Regions from separate parts of the Mus musculus genome. Here region 2 is linked to region 1. The links are chromatin contacts, called in public HiChIP or PLAC-seq maps. All regions are on one chromosome and are shown on one strand. The core of a region is the stretch at or near the end of the contact, and the rest is flanking DNA. Distances in the headings are between cores, read along the strand shown.

Evidence for each region. HiChIP or PLAC-seq counts read pairs in DNA pulled down with a chosen protein or histone mark.
Region 2: a contact with region 1 is called in an H3K27ac HiChIP or PLAC-seq map of heart atrium, with 13 read pairs. The contact joins two enhancer-like sites. A contact is called at or near these places in 1 of 484 Hi-C or Micro-C datasets (embryonic heart) and 2 of 115 datasets of contacts at active chromatin or transcription factors (cardiomyocytes and heart atrium).

What each region holds. Positions count from the first base shown.
Region 1 is chr5:57,741,116-57,745,359 of GRCm38.p6, forward strand. The region is part of intron 1 of Pcdh7 (protocadherin 7); the gene reads left to right. Among named protein-coding and RNA genes, the nearest start is that of Pcdh7, 25 kb to the left of the region's middle. Within about 2 kb of position 2,041, at least 18 of the 459 cell types and tissues checked have an H3K27ac peak or open chromatin away from gene starts, as enhancers often do. A contact at or near this core is called in heart atrium, where this site is marked.
Region 2 is chr5:58,079,303-58,083,546 of GRCm38.p6, forward strand. The region is part of intron 2 of Pcdh7 (protocadherin 7); the gene reads left to right. Among named protein-coding and RNA genes, the nearest start is that of Gm22536, 330 kb to the right of the region's middle. Within about 2 kb of position 2,024, at least 14 of the 459 cell types and tissues checked have an H3K27ac peak or open chromatin away from gene starts, as enhancers often do. A contact at or near this core is called in heart atrium, where this site is marked.

The DNA of each region.
Region 1 (4,244 bases), core at 791-3,290:
CAATTCCTAGTAATAAAGAAGATTAATACTAATCTTATATAGTATGCAGGAAATAATTGCCTATGCTTGTGAGTTCCTGAAAATTCCTAGCTACTAATTTTAAGTTTTTTGATAGTTCTCTTGTAAGAACAATTGCCACCGAAGCACAAGGGAGACTTGCTGCCTGGTGGCAAGCAAAGATTCTGTTGCTCTCTTTAGCGTCTGTTTACATTCATACTTTGCTTACAATTTTAGATGCAGTCTATAATAGATGTCCTGTTTCTTCCGTAAATGTCATGGCAAATGTGTTCGTGTGTGTGTGTGCTAACACATATACACTAACTACATAAATCTATATAAATTAAATTAGTAGAAAATAAAGAAGTTCTGGGTTCTGCATTGTGGTGAGATACATTCCATATAGAGAAAATGAGAATAATTTATGTGAAGCCTAATTTAAAAAAAAAAAAATAGATGCCCAGAAGCATCTCTTGTCTTTAGTTATTATGGCAGGCAGACTACTGGAAATTACCTTGTGTTCTCATTAGATGGGGTGGTGGTTTTTAAACTTTCTTTGGCTTGTAAGAATGGAGAGTGTTGATACATGCACTGCCAAGTTAGTTTTCATGCTGTTTAGTATCAGAAGGAAATTACTTAGCACATACTGCCCTGCACAAGGAAGACACTGAAACCAGAAGTTCTAACAGTGCAACTCACCTTGTAACACCTTTGTTTTAGTGAGCACAGTCTGAAGAGGGAGGCACATGCAGAGTTTCTTAAATTCATTTGAGTTTCTAATCTCTGATGTTGAGCAAATACCCAACTTTTTTGTTATCTTTTTTTCCTTTGTTCACCATTGAACAGTCTATCTTGTTCATCATTGAACATTTTATGCAAGATAAGAGAAACTCCAAGTCCAGCTGTAAAAACTGTGGGTACTAATGAAAACGATTCCATTTGTATAATGATACTTACGTTTTTTTGATAAAGACAAAGGGAAATTCGAAATGAAGTCATGATTCCCAGTCCAAGTATTTCCTAGAAAAATTAGTTTTTACAAAAAAGATTATATTGTTACCAAAAATAGCAGAGTTGTCACCTTCCATTCCTGGCACTCAACTGTGGAAGAGAATTGAAGACACATTATTTTATCACTCAGAGAAATCGCTGAAATGTCTTATTGAAGAAAAGAGAAAAATACACTTCAGAGCTAGTGTGCAAAGTCTCAATTTAGGAAAAGGAAAAAAAATCAAGGATTTTGCTCAAGGGTCCAAAAAAAAAATGTTTGGCTTATTTCTTTTTCATCACTTAAGCTCGTTTCTTGCTGGGCTTTTTATTGAATAATTGAAAAAAAAATGGGTAAAAGAGGGACTTTTTCATCAAAGGCAAAAGGTAGTAAGAAATAAAAGTACTGGGGGAATAGAGATAGGAAGTTGTGTCTTTCTGTACTTTCATGATTGCCTACATTTCTTCCTAAACTTCTAGTTGAAAAGGTTTGGGGGAAAAAATCAGCCTGGAGGAAAAAAAAAAACAGAGAATAAAAGCTGAGATTCTGTGCTCCTTCACCCCCAGCCCTCCCCACCCCCTCCTTCTCCCCTCACCCCCATTCTCTCTCACACGCTAGCGCACTCATCACACAAGCCACCACCATCACAGGTATGCGCACACCCACCTTCATAAGCTCATGTTATTTTGTTTTAAAATGATCACTATTTATGTTTGCAAAGTTAAGTAAACAGCAAGAGTTTATTTGATGAGAATTAACATTTAAGGGGACTCTTAGAATTTTTTGAAAGCTGTTTTTTGTTTTGTTTTGTTTTGTTTTGTTTTTAAAAATAAACCTTTTATTAATGCTCCCTTGATTTCAGGCTGCGGAGGAAAAAAGCTGGAAGGAGAGTGCTGGCAAATTGGAAGCTTGGTACTTGGCCTTCTTCTTGCCAGACACGAGGCTGTGGGCAGGATGTCTCTCCCTTGCTACTCTGCCTCCTCTGCAGCAGTCAGTTTGTGATCATCTGCGATGCTGCTCTTTTCCTCCCCCAGGGGCAGCCTGTCAGCTTTGGCACCACTTCTGGTTTCCTCCTGCCACGGAACAGGCTGTTTTCACCTGGCCTCAGAGGGAGTCAGAGGTCAGGATCGAGCAGCCAAGAGATAAGAATATTTTAAGCACCGGCTGCCCTTTCTATTTCAGTATCCAACCTACACAGAAGAAATGTAGATTAGTGAATATAGATTTTTTTTTTTTGGCCAGAAAATTTGCAATATTTCTTGGTTATGTAAATAAAAGTCTGTGACACAGAGCTAGAACTCAGTTTATCTGAGGCATGTGCCTTATACAATTCTTAAGAAGGAGTACCACAAATGTGATTCTAATGATATTTCCAACATATGATGTCTAAATGAATGTTGTTCTCTCATGTATTTTATTTCTCATTGTTGGTGCCCTCTTACAACTGGAATATACTCAGAAACTAATAGTCTTGTTTGATGACTGCCTTACACATCTTATTCAGGAATAATAACATAGTATGAATGAGACTATAATGGGAACCATACACACCCCGGGGGAAAGACTTAACAATTCTTTGAAACGTTGATACCTGACAAGAAAATGGCAGTATAGCTTTGATTCCTCCCTCCTTTGTAGTCTTGCATCAATATTGCAACTTTGGCTATGGGGCATCAACTATTCTCATTTCAACTGAATTAAAATGTATTTTGTGCACACCCTCCTTTACAATTCAACAGTTTTTGTTCTGATAGATTTCTAATGGGTTTCTTCCTTGGCTGTTAATCTTTAGACGTCTTTGTTGGTCTTTGTTGGGCAATCCTGCTTCACTCTCTTTTAGTCTGTCTGTGACTTCGGACCAAAACAGAACTATTTGATTGTAACTCTTCACTCTAAATTCTTCACACTTGACTTTTGGTTATTTTTAGATGTCAAATCACCTTCAAATGAGAACTATTACTGTCACTGAAGATACGGAAAGGAAAGCAGCCTAGGGTTTGAGCAGCTTGCCTGTGGAGGACTTATGCAGATGTGTGTGGTGACAGCAGCATTACTGACATGTGTACCCATTCCAAGGCCCATTCTGGGAACATACTGATTCATCTGACACCATGTTACTTTTTTCTAAAAATAGACATGTAATCTCATATATTTAAGCCTTGCATTTTTTAAAAAGGGCAATGATTATACAAAGTACTCTAGAATTGGGATGTCTGCAGAAAAATCCTAAGGATTACTTTTTAAACAATTTTTTTTTTACTATTTTTTTTAGGTGCTTTCCAGTGTTCCTTTTTGAGCTAAGCACCTATCATGTGTTCTATTAGCACTGTAACTTGTTATCAACTGGCTTTTAGATAATCCTGCCTAAGTGACAGGTTGATGACAGTTTTTAAGATATTGCCTCTCCAAGTTATATTTCTGTTCATAGAGGGTGCTAGAAAAGCAGAGAGCCTCGGTGTGAGACTTTTAATGGAGGAACTCAGAGAAGAAATGCAGAGTGCAGGGGAAATGCTAGGAGGCCTAGGGGACATTTCTCCCATTCCCCCTAATCTCTCCTTGATTCACTTTGTTATAGTCCATTTAGAATAGATTCTTGGATTTGAGTCCAGCTGAAAATTAGAAATTCTTTGTATAGTATTGATGTCATTAACAACTTTCTCAGTTCAGTTGATACGTCAGTCTGTGGATATTATGTTGTGTGTGTAGAGGTATATGTGTGTATTATGTATCTATATGAATATTTATATATGATTTATATATGTATATATGAACAATATATAAACACATGTATGTATATATGCACATATACATATTATTGTATGTTGTATACACACACACACAACAAAGTAGTAGTGCTAGGGTAATTAGAAATCTAGAAACCCTTCTTTTCCAGGAAACAATGCAGGTCAATAGCCCTGGCCTAGAGAGTAGCAAAAGTGAGAACACAAAATTACACCACAGTCACTTCTGAAAAGTATTAAAAAGAAGTAACAGGAAGAAGGACTTTTTAATAATGGTCTTTTCAGGCTTCAAGATAAAGATGTTGAGTGGATATCTCCAAAGGATGCTCCTGTGTAACACACGGCTGGGTTATCCCCAAAGAATGCTCTTGTTTAACAAATGTTCATTTCCAGAGGATTCACTTAGACGGGAGTCCTGCAATGCCAAGTGAGAGCGAAGGAGTTGGTGTTTAAAAGGAGGATCTCAGTGTGGTCTGCTTCCATTAAAATTCCCCCCATAATATTTTGGCACTTCAGCT
Region 2 (4,244 bases), core at 774-3,273, 340 kb after region 1:
TTGTTAGTTGAGGCAGATAAACTCGGGTCAATTGAGTTCCTGCTCTATGTGATTTTCTAAATTCTCTATACTATTTTCTTTCCTAATATTTTTTTATTATTATTACGTTTTTCCTCAATTACATTTCCAATGCTAGCCCAAAAGTCCCCCATGCCCTCCCCACCACTCCCCTACTCACCCATTCCCACTTTTTGGCCCTGACATTCCCCTGTACTGGGGCATATAAAGTTTGTGTGTCCAATGGGCCTCTTTTTCCAGTGATGGCCGACTAGGCCATCTTTTGATACATATGCAGCTAGAGTCAAGAGCTATGGAGTACTGGTTAGTTCATAATGTTGTTGCACCTACAGGGTTGCAGATATCTTTAGCTTCTTGGATACTTTCTCTAGCTCCTTCATTGGGGGCCATGTGATCCATCCAATAGCTGACTGTGAGCAACCACTTCTGTGTTTGCTAGGCCCCGGCATAGTCTCACAAGAGACAGCTATATCAGGGTCCTTTCAGCAAATGCTTGCTAGTGTATGAAATAGTGTCATCGTTTGGAGGCTAATTATGGGATGGATCCCTGGATTTGGCAGTCTCTAGATGATCCATCTTTTTGTCTCAGCTCCAAACTTTGTCCCTGTAACTTCTTCCATGGGTGATTGTTTCTAATTCTAAGAAGGGATGGACTTGTGTAAAATGGGACTAGGAGTGTTGTTTTTATTTATTTTAAGTTGAAAATGAAAACTTAAATTTCTCTGAAAGTCTAATTCTGACATACATTATTTCCAAAAATAACATTTGTATTACTCTCCCTTCTATTATTCTTTTTTTTCCCAATTTTTATTAGGTATTTTCTTCATTTACATTTCAAATGCTATCCTGAAAGTCCCCCATACCCTCCCCTTACCCCGCTCCCCTACCCACCCACTCCCACTTTTTGGCCCTGGCATTCCCCTATACTGGGACATATAAAGTTTGCAAGACCAAGGGGCCTCTCTTCCCAATGATGGCCGACTAGGCCATCTTCTGCTACATATGCAGCTAGAGACACGATCTCTGGGGGTACTGGTTAGTTCATATTGTTGTTCCACCTATAGGGTTGCAGATCCCTTTAGCTCCTTGTGTACTTTCTCTAGCTCCTCCATTGGGGTCCCCATGTTCCATCCAATAACTGACTGTGAGCATCCACTTCTGTGTTTGCCAGGCACTCGCATAGCCTCACAAGAGACAGCTATATCAGGGTCCTTCAGCAAAATCTTGCTGTTGTATACAGTGGTGTCTGTGTTTGGAGGCTGACTATGGGATGGATCCCCGGGCCCTTCTATTATTCTTAAGGAGTCTATTTTTACAGCTGGGGTGTGTTTATGTGTTTCTCAGTAAATAACCATCATCTCATATTTCACACACACCTAAACACACACAAACACACACACACACACACACACACACACGCTCATCGTTGAAAGAGGGAGGGAGAGAGAGAGAGGAAGAGAGAGATTAAATTATTATACACATATCACTAATCCTTATAACAGTTCATTTGAGTTTAGGAAGAGGTATATATTATGTGAAGTGAAAAACTGGTATTTGTGGAAGCATTATATGTTTCTTCCATCTTTAGGTGTATTTATATTTATTGAAGCATATAAATATGTACTGTTGGGTATCTCTCCAAAAACAGGACATTACAATTACTTACTTGATATTCTTATATTTCAGAAGATCAGAATGCCAAATGGGTGCAAGTGAAAGCACCAGAATAATACATATTTGATCAAGATTTACTTGTACACTAAGGGATGATTGGCAGAGAACAAGCAATATTAAGCACTCAGCTCTGCTCAGAGGAACTACGCTGAATCCATAGCCAAGAATACCATCTGTTGAATATGAAATTCTTGGATCAAGACATTACTGATACATTTCCCCAAACAGCAGGGACAGAAGTCTTTCTGGAAACAAAATCACAACAGGGTTGCAGAAACACCCAGTGAGAGAGAGGCAAATAACTGTTCTCTGCATCGTGGGGCGCAGACTCACTCACTGCCAGTGCCGAGTGTGATTAATTATGAGGCATGGTTCACAATGGTGGGAGTAAATAAATGTGTGACAGGCAGTCACCCTGCTCAAGTAATTTCTAAATCAGTGTATCAACTATGAGCCATAGGGGTATCAAAATCTTTCCACCTGCTGTGATATCTGCAGAGCTTTCCACGCTCAGAATGCACAGTGCTGCCTGACAAACATTGTACTTTTTAAAGATAGCAGAGTGCTGTCTGAGTGATATTAAATGGGAAGATGCCCTCAAAACTGTGGACGAATGATTGGTTGATACTTATCCCTGAGGTAAACCTCAAATGCAATTGTAAACTTTTACATTTGTGTGTTTTTCTTAGAACAACTTTAATAGCTGTGTATACGGCAGTATGGTAAACTGACTCATTTATAAGGAAGTTGTTTAGTATCCATAGAAAAATGGTTGTTGATATGGAAATTGCCTGTGCACATGAAAAGTGTCAGGGATTGGCAGGTAAAAAAGTGACATGGTGGGAAGAATAAGAATGGGGATGCATATGTTAGTTTAGGGACTCGGATTTCCCTAACTGTACCAAGCAGAAAAACTGGAAACCACTATGAAGGAGACAGAAATGTTGATGAGTTTCAAAATTCATCTTAATCGTTCCCTTTTCTGCCATTCCAACTAATTGTATGAGACGATTTTATCTTACTTTTGCTCTGGAAGTTGTGATTCAGTCCCAGAACTTGGACAGTAGGACACAGTTAATTATTACTAATGCACAATAGATGCCCATTAATTAGCTATTGGAAAGACTGGATGATTCTACAGCAAAGGCATCCTTCTTAGCACTTTACATGCATTAACTCATTGTGTTCCTATAATTAGAAAGGGGGAAAGATACAGTTAAATGTCCTAAATCCTTCTGTAAGAAACTAGAGAGTTTTATATACAGTGACGAGAGTCACATACCCAATTGATTTGAAAGCAGCTTTCTTTCTCTAGATTCTGTACTCCCAACTTTCTTATTATACAGTAAAAGAGCTAGAATATCTTTTCAACATATGCTTTGGGCCTGTGTGTGCCTATATGGAGGTTATTTTTCACATGCTTGGCTAGGAAATTAGTTGAGGACACTGCCTTGTTCTGAGTCATTCAGAGAAAACATAAAGATAAAATGTATCGGGCTTGGAAGATAGAAAGAAATTTGCAAGTTCAGGGTAACATTTCTGCCAGCAAAGTATAAGCAGCATGCACACCACACAGTAGCTTGGGTGAACTCAGTCTTATGAATCAATACTACAGGCTCAGTTCCTTCTGCTCAATTTCCCCTCATCTTTTCTTTGTGTCTCATGCAGGCCCCAGATTCACTTTGCGTGACATTCTTGCTCGCCTTCCTTCAGTTTCTTGAATTCTTGAAGGCACGAGGCATGCTTTAATAAAAAATACATGTCAAGGGTATCAGTGATAATTATCAGAATTAGCAATGGAAAGAACATCTTCTGAATGATTTGACTTAAAACATTATTGCTGACTCCTTAAAAATGGATACTTGATGTTAAAATATGAAAGAGTGCCTCTTCTCCTTGATAATTTTTGTGCTAATGCCTGTCATACTCTCAAGGCAGTCAACTGACTGGAAGTATTTGAAAATCACTAATCTGAATTCTTTTCACCTACCTAGTAAGTACAATGAAACCTTCGAGTACCTTTAATGTTTTTTTTTTAATAATAAGGTAATTTGAAGTTTTGCACTAACATTTGTTTTGAAGGTGTTAAGAGAATATATCCTATTTAACAACCCAAAATGTCCTACAGTTATTGTTTATTCTCTCGCCTCCTAATATGGTCTCTTCACACAATGGTTTTGAAGTATTTCAGGCATGTTATCTTGTAACTCTGCCTGAGTCCAAAAGCACATTTAGGAACAGTGCTTGCTTATTTTAGATAAGTAAATTCCTGGTCATTCATCACCTCTCACATTGACAATGTCCCCATGCCTGGGACAGGATGGGCTGGCAGAAGTTTGCAAAGTTATAGCGGGAGATATACAGCGGAGCTACATGTTTAAAATATTTTAATATTATAAAGTTTTAAAATGTTATAGTATATAACATACATAATAAAGTGTATTTTAGGAACAGAAAAAGAACTTGTAATAAAAACAGTAAGAACATACATGCCTTTTAAAGACCAACTTGCTATTTTAACAGTTTGAAGAGCTTTGGCTACTTTACCAAAA